Linked DNA regions of Neogale vison: region 2 is linked to region 1. Evidence: chromatin contacts called from public Hi-C data. All regions are on one chromosome and are shown on one strand. The core of a region is the stretch at or near the end of the contact, and the rest is flanking DNA. Distances in the headings are between cores, read along the strand shown.

Region 1 (6,866 bases), core at 1,160-3,659:
AAATGACTCCGACCCGTTGCTTAATGATATTTGGATTCAATTAAAACCACCAATGGGACTGGAAAGCAAGCAAAAGCACTTTTTAAACAAGATTTAAAACTCATCACCTTGGTGCTCATTATAAAGGGTGCCCCAAATGCTCCCTCAATGCACCGACCAGATTCTCTACGGAAGGTGCTTGTGGGGGCACCAGGGGAGATACAGAAAAGCCATTCTGGGGACTCACCAAGTATGGGGAACCCCTTTGCGACAAGGTATCCCTCTTCAGATCTCAAAGAGCTCCGTCTTTCCATTTTATTTTCTGGCAGGATCCACCCCTCCAGGGGAAGCCCACCCCAGCCCCTCCTGGCTGGCTGGCTTCTAGAGGCCAAGGCCACTGCCTTACCAGGGCAACTCCTGCTGTAGTCAACTTGCCCAGAGACTCCGCAGATCCTGACCCAGATGGGCTTCGGGTTGTAGTGGCCTTGTTTGCTAAGCCAGCTCCCTCTGAAGCCTGAGGGTGGGGGTGGGGGGCAGCTGCTGCAGAGGGCAGACACCCCACTAACCCCACCAGCACCCTTCTGGTATTTACAGACACAGATCGCAGGCACAATCCTTCCAGTGCAAACCAGTCCGGCTGCTTTAGAAACAAGTTGTTTTTCCGCTTCCAGAACCACCCAGGAGCCTAAGCAAGCTCTCTTCTCCCCCCCCCCACTTCTCTCTGCAGGCGTCCTTGCCCCAGGTACCCCTCCCCAGACCCTCAAGGCGCCCCTTCTGGTGGCAGTACAGGCTCCTTCTCTGACCCCAACAGGAGAGGGATGGGCGCAGGGGCACAAAGACGCAGGGCCCAAGCCTATCAAGGCTGACCTCCTCCTTCCTGACCTTCGCACCCTATTCCCTGAGCGACAACCCTCACCCTCGCTCTGGATTACTTGAAGGAGCCTAACCATGTTTCCGAATCCCTAACCTCTTTCAGAAATTAATACTGATGGAGAGCAGGGGAAGAGAGGGAGAGGGCTCTCCCGCAGGAACGGAGTCCTTGGATGTCGGGAGGCGCCAGTGGATGCAAAGATTTTTTTTTTTTTTTTTTGCCCACCGCGGAGAAGTGACGGGGGTGGGGAGGAGGGAGGGATTTCTGGGAGAGGAGTTAGGCTCCGGAGAAGGAGAGCTGCTGCAATTCCAGGAGCTTGTCTGCGTAAGATGTAGAGTGAGGGAAAGGGTTTGCCGGCTCTTCAAGCCCACTCCTCGGTCCAATTAAAAAAAAAAAAAAAAAAAAAAAGTGTTTGGGGAGAAGGGTGGGCAGGACAACACGAAAATCCAAAACTTGCAATAGTGACCCCGTAGGAATTTTCTCGCCAAGCCAAAAACGGGAAAAGAAAGCAAAAGAGGCAGTGGCGGCGAGAGGAGGGCGGGGGTCCGCCCGCGCCGCCAGGTGCACCCGGGGCCCGCACCTACCTGCTGGCCGCCGCCGCTGGTGTAGGACTCGGCGTGCGCAGGAGAGCCGCTGCTGCCCCGGGACGAGGTGTCAAAGTTCCCGGGATAATCCTGGTACATGATCCGCGGTGGGGGCCGGAGAGGAAACAGGGTGTTTTTCTTCCCCCGCCCTCGCCGCGGCCGCGCACCGGCTGCTGCGGGCTCGCTCCCTGCCGGCCGCGCCTCGGGCTCTGGTCTTCGCTCCCGGGCTGCTCCCGGACGGTGGCGGGTGCGGACGGGAGGCGGCGACAGCCCGGGAACCGTGCCTCCCGAGCGCCTCGCGCTGCGCTGCGCTGCTTTCCTGCTCTCCGAGCGCCGCGGGACCAGCGGGCCCCCCAGTCCCTCCCTCTAAAAGTCCGCGCGTCCCTCGGTCCCTCCCCTGCGCGCGCCCTCCCGCTCCCGCGCGCAGTCGGAGCCCAGCCGGGACAGCCGGCCCGATCAAAAACTGAAAATTAAAAAAAAAAGAATAAGAGCCCGGCGGATCACGCCTGCCAGGTCCGGGGGCCCCCCGATTTCAGACAGGGCAAAGAAAAAACAAACAAAACAAACCAAACCAAAAAAAGGCGAAAAGAAAGGCTGCCCGCCGGGAGAAACTTCTATTTCCTCCTTTTAGAAAAGGAGCTGAGAATAAACTTCCTGTGGCCGACTCGCCGCCGGAGTTTCGGAGCGGCTCGGACACTTGCGGGGAGAAGGTAGCCCGTGCCCGGCCCGCGCGGTTCCAGCCGAGCCGGCGGTGAGAAGGACGCGGCCCCGCTGCCCGTACCGCCGCTGAGGCGCCCGACTGCACCCCTTCCCCGGCGCCCGCTCCGGGACGGGCCGCCTAGCCCGGCCGCGCCTCTCTGCCTCTCTCCCCGGCCCGCCGAGCGCCGTTCACTTGCCCGTCGCTTCGCTCGGAGCCCCTGCGCTCTGCCCGAGATGAGTCACTACAATGGCACGAGTTCAACTCCACACTCTTTATTCTCCAGCCCCTGTACCATGTGGATTCACTCACGTCAACCCCAGACTCCACCTTGCAAGGGAGGAGCGCGCGGGGAGGCGGAGGGGGGGAAGGAGGAGGAGGAAGAGGCTCGGGAGGAGGCGGGCGCAGCGCTCCCCTCCGTGCCCCGGCTCCCGGCCGCGCTGACGCCAGTCGCACACCCGGCGCGGGGAAGAAAGGCGGTGGCGGGGCCGGAGCGGACTGCCCGCGCGGCCTGGGCGCGCCGAGGCGGCCCCGGCCCCGGCCCTTCCCCACCCCCGCGCACCCCCGAGCCCAGCGCCCTTGGTCTGTTCCATTGGCGCACGTTGCCAAAGATGGTCATTTGCGTTAGAGGACGCGAGTGCGGGTTCCCTCGCTTTCGGGTGACGTGGAGGGAGAGGGATTCCCTCGCCGGCTCCCGAGCGCGCCGCGGCCTTCCCCCTCCCCTCCGCCGCCCGGGGAAGGGGCGCGGGGCGGGGCCCCCGAGTGCGGCCGCGCGGGCCTCGGCGCCGGGTTTTACAAAATAATCACAGCCTGGAGAGCGAGACGGGCGGTTCAGCGCGGCGCCACCGCGAGGCCGGGAGCCGGGCGCGCAGAGCCGCTCTCAGGGAGGGCGCGGCCAAGCGCGATCCTCGGCGCCGCCCGGTGCAGCGGGCGCCCTGGGCGCGCAGGGTACCCGCGCCGCCCTGCGGCCGGCCCATGGCGGGGCGCGGCGCCGCCGGGCGGGGCCGACCTGCCTATTTTTCCCTGCGTGGCTGGCTGCCCATTGCTCCCCCCCCACCCCGAACACACACACACATTTTTTTTTCCCCCGGCCCTACAATTAATTTGTTAGGAGTAGCCCTGAAGAAGAAATTAACCAGTCAAGACATTCCGGCTTCCCTGTGTGCGGGACAATTAGGACGCATCTAATAGTAAGCGGGCGTTAGAAGCAAACTCGACTGTTAAGAATTAAGAAAAAAAAAAAAAAAAGAGGAGAAGGGAGGGAGGCAGGCCCGGGAGAGGGTGTGCCCCAACGTTGTCTTCAGCTGTTTTGGAGGGAAGTTCAGGCAGCAAGGAGTCTGGACTCCGGGGTCTTCCCGCCTCGCCTGGTGGGGCGGGGCGAGGTGCGGGTTAAAGAGCACAGACCTCGGAGTACGAACGCCAAACTGTGCTATTTATGAGCTGTGAGACTTTGGGCGAGTCCCTTAACCATTCTGGGCTTTGGTTTCTTCCTGTAAAATGAAGGGGTTGGGAAAGATGACCCTCTAAGGCCCTTGCCAGCTCTGGAACTTCAGTTCTTCTGCAGAAAAGGCCTCGGGGGAGCACTGTACTGGGAGTCCAGGAACTTGGGTCCTGGTCCAGGCATTGCTTTAGTCTCGGTTTACCCAGCTCTTACGAGGCGTCACCTGTACCCCCACAGGGTCCTTGTGAGGACCCGACGCGAAGATGTGTGAAGACCGTGAGCCCTGGTGAAGCGCTATGCGTTGTAACACGTCACAGATCCCGTCCTCAGTTTCCTTATCTGTAAAGTGGGGGAGTTGCTAGGAAAGAAAAATAGAGCCGGGAACTCAAAGCTTTCCCGGGGCTCTATATAAAGCGCTGGCGTTTCCGGGACGGCTGGCGGCATCTGGCCGCCCCAGTGGCCCGAAGATACGGTAATCCCAAACAATACTCGGGGTCATTGTTTACAGCTATAAAACACATTCTGTCCTGAACTCCATCCCCAAGGACGCCCAAGGCGAAGCTGGCCAGACCCCTCACACCTCCGCCCGCCGCCCTTCGGGCAGAGTCCCCAACTCTGCGGCCGGGGAGAGGTGTGCGGCGAGCGGATGTGCACACCGGCCGCGGGGACTGCGCGGAGGAGGGGGGTGTTGTTTTGTTTGTTGTTATTGTCGTTTCATCCCTGAGTCCTGCTTGCCTGGGTGTTTACGCGCCTCTCCCAGCAGGACTGAGTAAATGCAGTTCTTTGACGCAAAACCGATCAACCCTTTCCCCAGCGGCAGTGGCAAAACCAGAAAACTGGGGGTGGGGACGGTGTCGGGGAGAGCGCAGGAAAAGAAATCGTGACACTTTCTCACTCGCCTCTCCGTCCTCTCCTGCGCCACACGCCCCTCCCCCCGCCACACCTCGCAAGGTGCCTTAGCGAGATCTTGGTGGGGGCTGGGGGATGTGCTGCAAAGCGAGGCTCGCCCAGGACCCTCCCGGGGGCAGCCGCGTGCTGAAGCGGCGCGAACAGAGGCACTTTTGGTTTCCCTTGGAGCACCAGCGGCTGCCTGGCCCTCCCCCACCCCGCGCTCGAAAATCCGGGTGCTTCTGGGTCTCTCCCACACAGTCCTTCCAGTAATGCAGGGGGGAAAGGAGGAGGGGGAAAGGGAGCGGGAGCTTCCTCCGCGGCCTCCGCCGTCCCGGGCGCGCCCAGGCCCCGGCCGGCGCCGCCGGGAGCGCGCGGGCGGGCGAGCGCACCCTCTCGCCCTCGCCCGCCCCCGCCCTGCCTGCTCCCCGGCCCTTTCCTTTCTTGTGGGTTCCCGTAAAGCCCAGCAGCACCGAGACGTCTGCAGAGCATCACGGAATCTGTGCTGATGCAAGTCGCTAGCCTCCCTTTGGTGCGCCCGGCCTGCCTCGGAGCGCTTTGATCCCGGTCTTCCCCAGCTCCAGAACTTGGGCTAGTTTCCTCTGCCCGTCGGGAGGCCTGCGTTCTGGGCCTGCCCCTCACCTTTCATTCCGCAAGCGCCAGACGCGCAGAGTTGCGCCCTGGTGCTGCGCGGACTGGCCCTAGGGTCCAGCCAAGAGATGAATGCCAAACCGAGAATTCAACCTCCAAGCCCAGTTTATTGCCTCCTTGGGGAATCATTTCTGATAACCTGGTTAGGAAGGGGCCTCTGCTCCCCGGACTAACGTACCAAGAAGAATAGAGGCCCTCTTGCTCCGTGGAGCCCTCACCAAGAGTCAGGCTCCAGGCTGATTACAGGAACGGTCTCATGCAGTCCTCCTAACGAATATTTGAGGTGCGCAGTATTCCCTGGTTGCAGATCAAGAAAGTGAGATTAAGTCATTTGTCCTGGAGATTTGGTTAGTGGGTTAGTGATCCAAGTGGAAACGCAGCTCAACCTCTGTGACACCAGGGTCTTCCTCTTGCCCAGGACACTGCGTGACCTGCCTCCTACTGGCATGTCTCTGTTTCTCTCTTACCCGTCTCCAGAAAGCATGGACTTTACTTGGCACATGACTTGGTCCTACACTTAGAGGTGCTCCTTAATTCTCAGCTGAATAAATAAACAGCCTAGCCTCCTGGCTCAGCTTAGGGAAAGGTCATGTCGGGTTTGAGAAGCAGAGGAGAGAAGAGGGAGAGGGAGAAAAGGATTTCTGGGGGCTGTCTTCTCGCTGTTTCTCTGGGTCTTTGGGACATCCCTGCGGGGCATGGCCATTGTGTCTTCTCCTTTGTCCCTCCAGCTCAATGTTTGGTCCCCAGTTTAAATCCCAGAATAGCTGTCTGCTCTGGGCTGCTGGGGCCCACACATTTGAGTGCTGGACAGTTCACGGAACCTTTCACATACATGGCCTCACTTGTCCTCATACAACGTCCCTGCCAGGAATGTGACCACAGTGGGGTTGACTCTGGATTGCCAAAGAGTTGGCCAAGCCACAGAATGGCAAAACAGTCTACTCGCGGTGTCCCAGCGTGGGGGTATCAGAGCCTGAGCTCCGAGCCATCCCGCCTGGCTTTAGACCCAATGCTCTGCCTGTCACCTATGCTCCCAGCCTCGACGGGCCAGAAGCGAACTCCATGTCTTAATGATAAGTGGTCCCCTATGCATGCTGAGTAAGCCGTACATTTTGATGATCTTCGAACATTTCTGAAAGCCGGCGCATCTTCTAATCAATGACTATTTAATATGGAAGCCTTTGTGTTTGTCCAAAGATGTCTGGATCAGTCAGGAGTCTATCAGGAAAGAGACTTCAGCCCAGCTATCAGGAAAGGGACTTCAGTCCCAAAGGAAGAGGCTTTTGCGGAGAATCTCTGAATAGAGATGGGGGCAGGACTAAGGGAACAAGGGACCCTGGCACCCAGAGCCAAGTAACAGCTGGAAACTGTGACCACCCATAAGACTGAGAAGGGGAGGGAACAGTGTTATTAGAGCCTGGTGTGCACCGGTCCCCAGGAAGAGGGCCATCAAGCAGGACAGAGAGAAGCAGCCTCCTGCAGAGAGTGCAGGAGGGGGTGGGGCTAGGGAGGGAGGCCAGACCCCTCTCTCTCCTCCCCTCACCCCCTCTCTAGCCAAAGGCAGTCCACTGAGGTCAGCACCCCAGGGCATACAGAAGGGCAAATAAGGGTAAACTGTGGGTCTGGGGAAGGGGGAGGCACATACAGAAAGTTGGGGAGTAACCATTAAGATGCCATTAAACCCAGGTGTCTTCTCATAGGGGGCATTTCAGGATGGTGGGGGGGGATGCAAGGCAATCAGTGGGTCCCACACCT
Region 2 (6,866 bases), core at 1,429-3,928, 460 kb after region 1:
TTTTTTTAAAAAGCTACTTAACAATTAAATCATGAAAACATACACTTATCCGGATATTAACCAACACAAACAAACATGTATCTAAAAGTCTTAGCCTTTCAAGCACTAAGAAGTTCTTGCACTTGAAAATACAGAAGTAAAACCAACAAAGCGTGTCTAAATTATCTGGAAACCCAGGGGCTAGGGGAAGGAATGTATGAATTCCTCTAAACAGATTTCTAAATGAAAACCTCTAGTTTCAGAGGTGAGTAAATCCATTTAAATAGTCACTTTCTTCCTCAATCTGAAAGGATAATTCCTCATCAAAAGCAAATGAATTTCCTCTAAGTTACAACTATAAGGAAATGATGTCCTAGTCCTAGTTTTCATATACTTTACCATATGGGGACTTAGAGGTCTCTGCCAAAAGAAAGGCTGAAAACCATACCTGTTTTAATCACTTTGGATAGTAATAAAGGGAAGGACTGCAATGATCTTTCAAAAAATAATTTAGCTACCTTAAATGGTGATGACACCCAGAAAACCTTTGAGGCTGTGTACTTCAGTACTCAAATCATCCTTTCTGCAAATATAAAATAAGCTCCTCTTCCATCCACTTAAGAGATTACTTCTTCCCACCATTCCAAAGTCACTACAAAGTAAGAATAAACATCTAATGTCCTGTATCATCAATCATAAAAACCACACTGTACATTTTCGTAACACTACCACTTATAAAGAGCTTCCAAAAATATTATCACAGTTGATCTTCACAATCCTGGGCAGTAGGCAGGTTTTAGAATTCCCACTCTACAGGAGATAAGGATAATTTCTGTCATTTGTCTTTGAACAGCACACTAACCCATATTAGCATTTTGAAGCATTTTTTTCCTATTCTGTGACATTTCCATTCTTATTTCTATCCACTGATGTCACAGTTCTTGAAAGGATGCTTATCTAGATCATATGCAAAACACAGAAATACTCATCTGGAAAAAAAGCAAAGGATCTCACCTACATTACAAAATTATTCTTCCATGCTTTTCCCCATCATACTTATCATTATTTTACCTCTCATTTCTATGAAAAATGGAAAAAGAATGAACACATTCTGAAAAATCTACTGAGTATCAGGCACTCTATCACCCACCTCTACCTGTAATTTCATTTCCTTCACCCCAACAACCCTGTTCTCTATTACTGTTCCCATTTCACAGATAGGAAAACTAAAGCGCAGCAGGTCTAAGTAACTTGTTCAAAGTCACACACGTAGCAAGAATAAAAACCAGCATTCAAATCCAGATCTCCCTCAAAGTCCACTACACCCATCCTCCTCTCCCATAAGCATGTATAATTGCAATTACCAAAGAGAAAGGCATCAAAGTCACCTGTTTAAAGTGTACAACTCATAAAACTGGAAGAGAAAAAAAAAATTACAAATTTGAACAAATGGTTGCCTGACCATCAGAAACACGTTTGACTACAGCTGGTCTGCTGCCAAAGCTGGCCTGAGTGACCCGCCAGTCAAATACCATAGGGAAGAAACCTGCACCAAAAGCCAAACTATACTTAAGGTGACAACAGCCCATTCCAATTCAGCAACTTTCAGGACCTTTGACTAACACCTGAAGGAATGAATTTCTTTGTGTTAGAACAGCTACAGTACTATTTTTTGACAGTGCAAGACTTCCTGCAGTATTAAAATGTTTCCACCGTTAAGTGTAGTGACTTCTGTAAGACAGAGGAGAAATAAATACTCCAAAACCAGAGGTCACCAAACAGCCAAAGATGATGGTTCTTCAGTGTGATCCTTTTGAGCCAGGGACACGGACGGGGGAACACCTACAATAGTGGCTTTCACACATCACAGTTCCATGAGAGATCCCAGCTAGGCACAAATTTACAGTGGCCAGCCTCCCCTGAGTGCTAGCTGTGCGATTTCTATTTCCTGATTTTGACGTATTACAAAAGGAAAATGCAGAAATACAATTTTTACAGGGACTGCTGCTCGAAATAGGGTCACATGAGGTCCTCGAAGGGGAGCCTGGGGACTACAAAGACGTCCTAGGCATCGTCCAGTATCTCGCAATTAAGATGAGATGCCAAACACGGAAACGTGTGCCCTGCTGACGTCATGGAACGGAAAGGGGTGGCGTCCTGCTGCGTCACCTCAACGTCATAAAGCGCACGAGGGAAGTAAGTGGGGAAGCAATTTCTCCAGGGGCAACATTCAAGGAAAACAAGTCGGCTCGGACCCAAAGAATGACCACCCCACTCTAGGGGCCATCTAAAAAGGGATACTCTCCCTTTTCCCAAACTGTATGGTCCCCTCTTCAGGCGGGCAGAAGAAAGGAGTCTGAGGTTATTGAGGGAGCAGGGGGCGGGCTAGATATGCAAAAAGAGCGGCCTCTGGCCTTGGCGGGGGTCTCGTTCTTGCGGGGACCAGCGTGATGGGGATGAGCAGGGCATCTTCGGAACGGGGGCCTTCTCTATAGGAAGAGGCGGCGAGCCCTGGGCATACTTAAACCACGATCCTGTGCACAGGCCACCTGTGCGACTCGGGATCCAACCTCCCCGCACCAGCCCCAGTCCAGGTACCTGGAACTTAGTCCGATCGGTAACCGGCGACTACGTGGGGTACAGGTTACCCGAGCGCGCCCCCGACCGACGCACCGACCTGCGCGCGCACCGCGAGCCGGATGCGTGCGCGCCCCCGGACGTCCCGCCCCGCCCCCTCTGCGGCCCTGGAGCCGGGCGGCGTGCGCGCCCCCGGACGCGCCAAGCCGGGCACTCGGAAGGGCGTCCCCGCCGTGCCTGAAAGGTCCTTCCTCCGCGCCCGCCTCGTGGGTGGCGAGCGGCGTGGAGTCTGGAACTCTCAGGAGGGCTCTGTAACGAGAGGGAGTGCAGGGAGACCGTCCCGGGAAGAACGGAGGGCGGCTGGGGAAGGGGTTATTTCGGGCAGTCAGGTGGGCGACCCGCAGAGGCGTCTGGAAGGCCCGCGTCGTTAGGGAGCGTAGGAGCGGCGTTCCTGGTTACGGGGTCGGGCAAAGGGCAAAGGTCAGCCTCCGGGGTGGAGAGCACCTCCTTTGGGCCATGGCCGCATCTGGGGACCCCGGCCGGCAGTGGCAGGAGGAGGTGGCCGCGGTGGTAGTGGTGGGCTCCTGCATGACCGACCTGGTCAGGTTAGTCCGGCTCAGTACGCAGAGCTTGCGGTGGAGGGAGGGGGCGGACTGTGCTCGGCACCGGAGCTCCGGCGACGGAGAGGGCCCGCTTGGGGGTGAGCGGCCGGTTTCCCTAGCCCGCAGCCTGCCGCCCTGGCGTGGAAGAGGCCGAATGGGAGTTGGTAAGGTTAACTGTCAAGTTCGGCAACGTGAGAGGCCAGGGTGTAGTGGAAGCTCTTCCAGTTACTGGAAGCGCCCGCCAAGACCTGCTCGGGTTTTTCGACCCGTCGGCCGAGCCTGTCTCCTGACTAGCCTGAGGAGCCTTGGTCAAGTCGTTTTATCTCTGAGAACGTGCCCACCTCCCAGCATTGTTGTGAGGACTAAATGAAGGAAATTTGTGAACGGTGACACGAACCAGGTTGGGTATTGGTCGTCTGAACTCGAACGAGTGGAACAGAGATCAAAAAGTCCAAAAGACAATCGACCTTTCGTGGGTCACCTTTGACCATATCGGCTGTTGGCATTCCTTGCTTTTCAGTATTATGTGGATCAGTATATGGGTTATCTTACGGCAACCCGAGTGTGTATCAAAAACCCATAAACACGAAGTTTACAACATTAAAAAACGTGATAAAATAATGAACATCTGCTAACTGAAAATACATTGGTTGGAGAGATCCCTAATTTTCCCCTTTTTTTTTTCTTTTTTAATGAAAATGGCAGAGTGCCTAGCTGACTGGGTACTGGAGCATGCAACTCTTGAGATTGTGAGTTCAAGCCCCACCTTGGGCTTAGAGCCTGCTGAAAAAAAGAGAGAGAGAAAGAGAAGGAAAAGAAGGAAAGGAGAAAGGAAAGAAAATGGCTTTCCTGACTCTAACAATAATAGATGTTCATTATAAAAAAAAATCAGATATTCCAAGAAAATTCTACCATTCAGATTGCTTCTGTTTAGTATTTTTGTGACTGGTTTTTCAGATATGCTATTTTTACATTAGAAAAATTTAAAATGATCGGGGATACTACAGTAAGACCTCATCTGTCCTGCAACGTTGCTTTTCCAAAGGATAGCAAGAGAGCCTGAAAATAGGTAAAAAGGCCTTGAGAAAATCAAGTCACCAGATCTCTGCCCCACCTATGCTTTAGAAAATAGTTCCAGGGTCTGTATGTAACCAATTTAGTCTTATGTTGCTTAAATTATTTATAAGCTAGGTTATCAAATTTCCAGACAAAGAGTAGAAAGGGGGAGAGACTGCTAGTGATTGCCAAAAACATACTTTTATAGGTGCAGTGGCAAAAGAGTCAGAAAACTAAACAATTTTCCCGTGCACCCTATAAGTGTCAGGTTTAAAATTCGGAGCCACTTTCTTCTTAAACTAAGTCTGAGCTTTCTGTGAAGCTTGACCATCAAACGTTAAGGATAACAATACTTAATAAAATGAATATTCTTCATAGTTGGGGGAGGGTGGAGTGTCAAGGGCTCATGTAGCATCTGTCGGGATTTTAAAATCTTATTTAAGAGCTAGAAGAATTTGGGGTGCCTGGATGCCTCCATCAGTTAAGCATCTCCTAATTTCAGGTCAGGTCATGATCTCAGGATTGTGGGATTGAGCCCTAGCGTGGAGCCTGCTTAAGATTCTCTCTCTCCCTCCCTCCCTCACTTCCTCCCTCTCTGTCTTAAAAAATAAAACAAGAAAATCTAGAGGAATTTAGAGAGTATTTATTCTACCTCTTCAGTTCATAAAGGAGTAAACTGAGGTACAGATAAATAAAAAAAACTCTTACATTGTATATAACCTAATTTCTCTTCTCTCGCCATTTTCTTTTGTAAAGAAAGAAAGGTGTCTACTTCTCATGAATCACTAGTAAAAGTTTTACTCCCTTAGAGACTGTCTTACAGCTTTTCTGCAAACTACTTATGGTTGCTGATTATTCCTGCCTCTGAAGATCTTTACAAATACCCGTTTTTATTTAAAATCCTTCATCTGTGATAGACTTGGGTCCGACGTTGCTAGTTAGGGTATATGTCATATTCCCATTAGTTTCCTCTTGCTGCCATAACAAATTGATACAAACTTAGTGGCTCAAATAATACAAATTTAATACAGTTCTGGAGGTTAGAAATCTGACACAGATCTCACTGAGCTAAAATCAAGACTTCTGTAGGCTGCATTCCTCCTGGCAGCTCTAAGGGAAATCTGTTTTCTTGTCTTTTCCAGTTTCTAGAGGCTGCCCACATTCCTTGGCTTATGGCCCTTTCCTCCATCTTCAAAGCCAGCAGTGGTCAGTCAAGTCCTTCTCACATGGCATCACTCTGATGCTCACTTTTTTGCCTTCCTTTTCCACATTATAAGAACCCTTGTGATTATGTTGGGCCTAAATGGATAATTCAGGGTAATATCCTGATTTTAAGTTAGCTTATTAGCAACCTTAATTTCCCTTGCCATGTAATATAACATTCACAAGTTCTGGGCGTTAGGAATGTAGACATCCATGGGGCAGGGTGGGGGAGGAGTGGGGGGACATTATTCTACCTACCACAATGATGAAGCTTAAAGTTAAAAAATCTTACAATACTTAGAGCTTGGGGGATCACTGAAGCCCCTCAGTCCATTCTCCACATTTTAGAGGTGAGATAACTAATAGACTTGTTAGATGACTCCCCTCCACCCTGCCAAATCATACAGCCAGTTAGGGGCACAGAGAAAGTTGGAAACTCATGTTTCCCAAGCTTTATCTTTCCATTATATCATCCTGCCTCTACCTCTACCTCTGGCTGGTATTTTTTCCCTTTTCATCTGCAGTTCGTTTGAAAACTTGCAGTGTGTGCATTGTTTACTTTGTAAGCTGATAAAGAAAACTAAGGATTTATAATCAAGTCTAGAGATGGTATCTCCGTGACTGTCCCTTTATTTCTTGGTTTCACTGGACACAGCCTGGACACCCTTGCCTATACCGCAGACTCACTTCAGAAACAAAACTACTTCAGTAACCAAGCCCTCTTGGAGAGCATCCAATCCAATTCACTTTATATATTACATTACTGTGTGCCAGACACTGCTAATTCAATCAATGAGCAACTTTTTTTTTCATGTCTGATTTCAGTTTGCTATGAATAGTAAGCTCTGTGTACTAATAATTTTAAAATATCATTAGCTTATCCAACATGGCAAACCATGAACATTAATACCCACCTATGTTTACCGTCATTCTTTTCCTGAACACCCATCTCTGAAGTTCCGCAGTGTAAAGATAAGAGAAATCAAGCTTGTGAAAAATTAAGTCAGACTCCCTCCAAAGACAGGATTCCATGAAAACCCAACAAGAAGTGATCTTCTTTAGAGATTAAGTTCACAGATCTTTGTCAGTCATGCTTTCACTGATCATCTTTATTTCTTAGGACATGTATCATCCATCTCATATTCAACAAATATTTAGTGACTTTTTATATATGCCAGGGACTTCCCTAAGTGCAGAGGATGCAACCGTGAAAAACACAGCCAGGAGACCCTGCCTCATGGGGCTCACATTCTAATGGAAGAGACTGTATCAGTAGAAATAAGTAAAACACATAGTATGTTAGATAAATGCTAAGGAGGAAAGTAAGGTATGAAAGGGAGATGGGAGTAGTAATTTTAGGTCCTTGCCCATAGAAAACCTCACTGAGAAGGTGATTTTGAGTAAAAACGTAAAGGAGAAAACCATACAGATAACCAGCGGAAGAGCATA

Evidence for each region. Hi-C and Micro-C count contacts between places; a contact is called where the count stands out from the background.
Region 2: a contact with region 1 is called in a Hi-C map of fibroblasts, with 5 times the contacts expected there. The contact joins the promoter of BABAM2 here to the promoter of FOSL2 in region 1. A contact is called at or near these places in 2 of 3 Hi-C or Micro-C datasets (fibroblasts and muscle).

The regions. Positions count from the first base shown.
Region 1 is chr8:122,033,767-122,040,632 of ASM_NN_V1, forward strand. It overlaps FOSL2 (fos-related antigen 2), which reads right to left and starts at 2,410. Exons shown (of 4, transcript XM_044261846.1): 1 at 1,435-2,410. The coding sequence starts at 1,533.
Region 2 is chr8:122,489,758-122,496,623 of ASM_NN_V1, forward strand. It overlaps BABAM2 (BRISC and BRCA1-A complex member 2), which reads right to left and starts at 2,679. Exons shown (of 12, transcript XM_044261850.1): 1 at 2,578-2,679. It overlaps RBKS (ribokinase), which reads left to right and starts at 3,008. Exons shown (of 7, transcript XM_044261861.1): 1 at 3,008-3,161. The coding sequence starts at 3,073.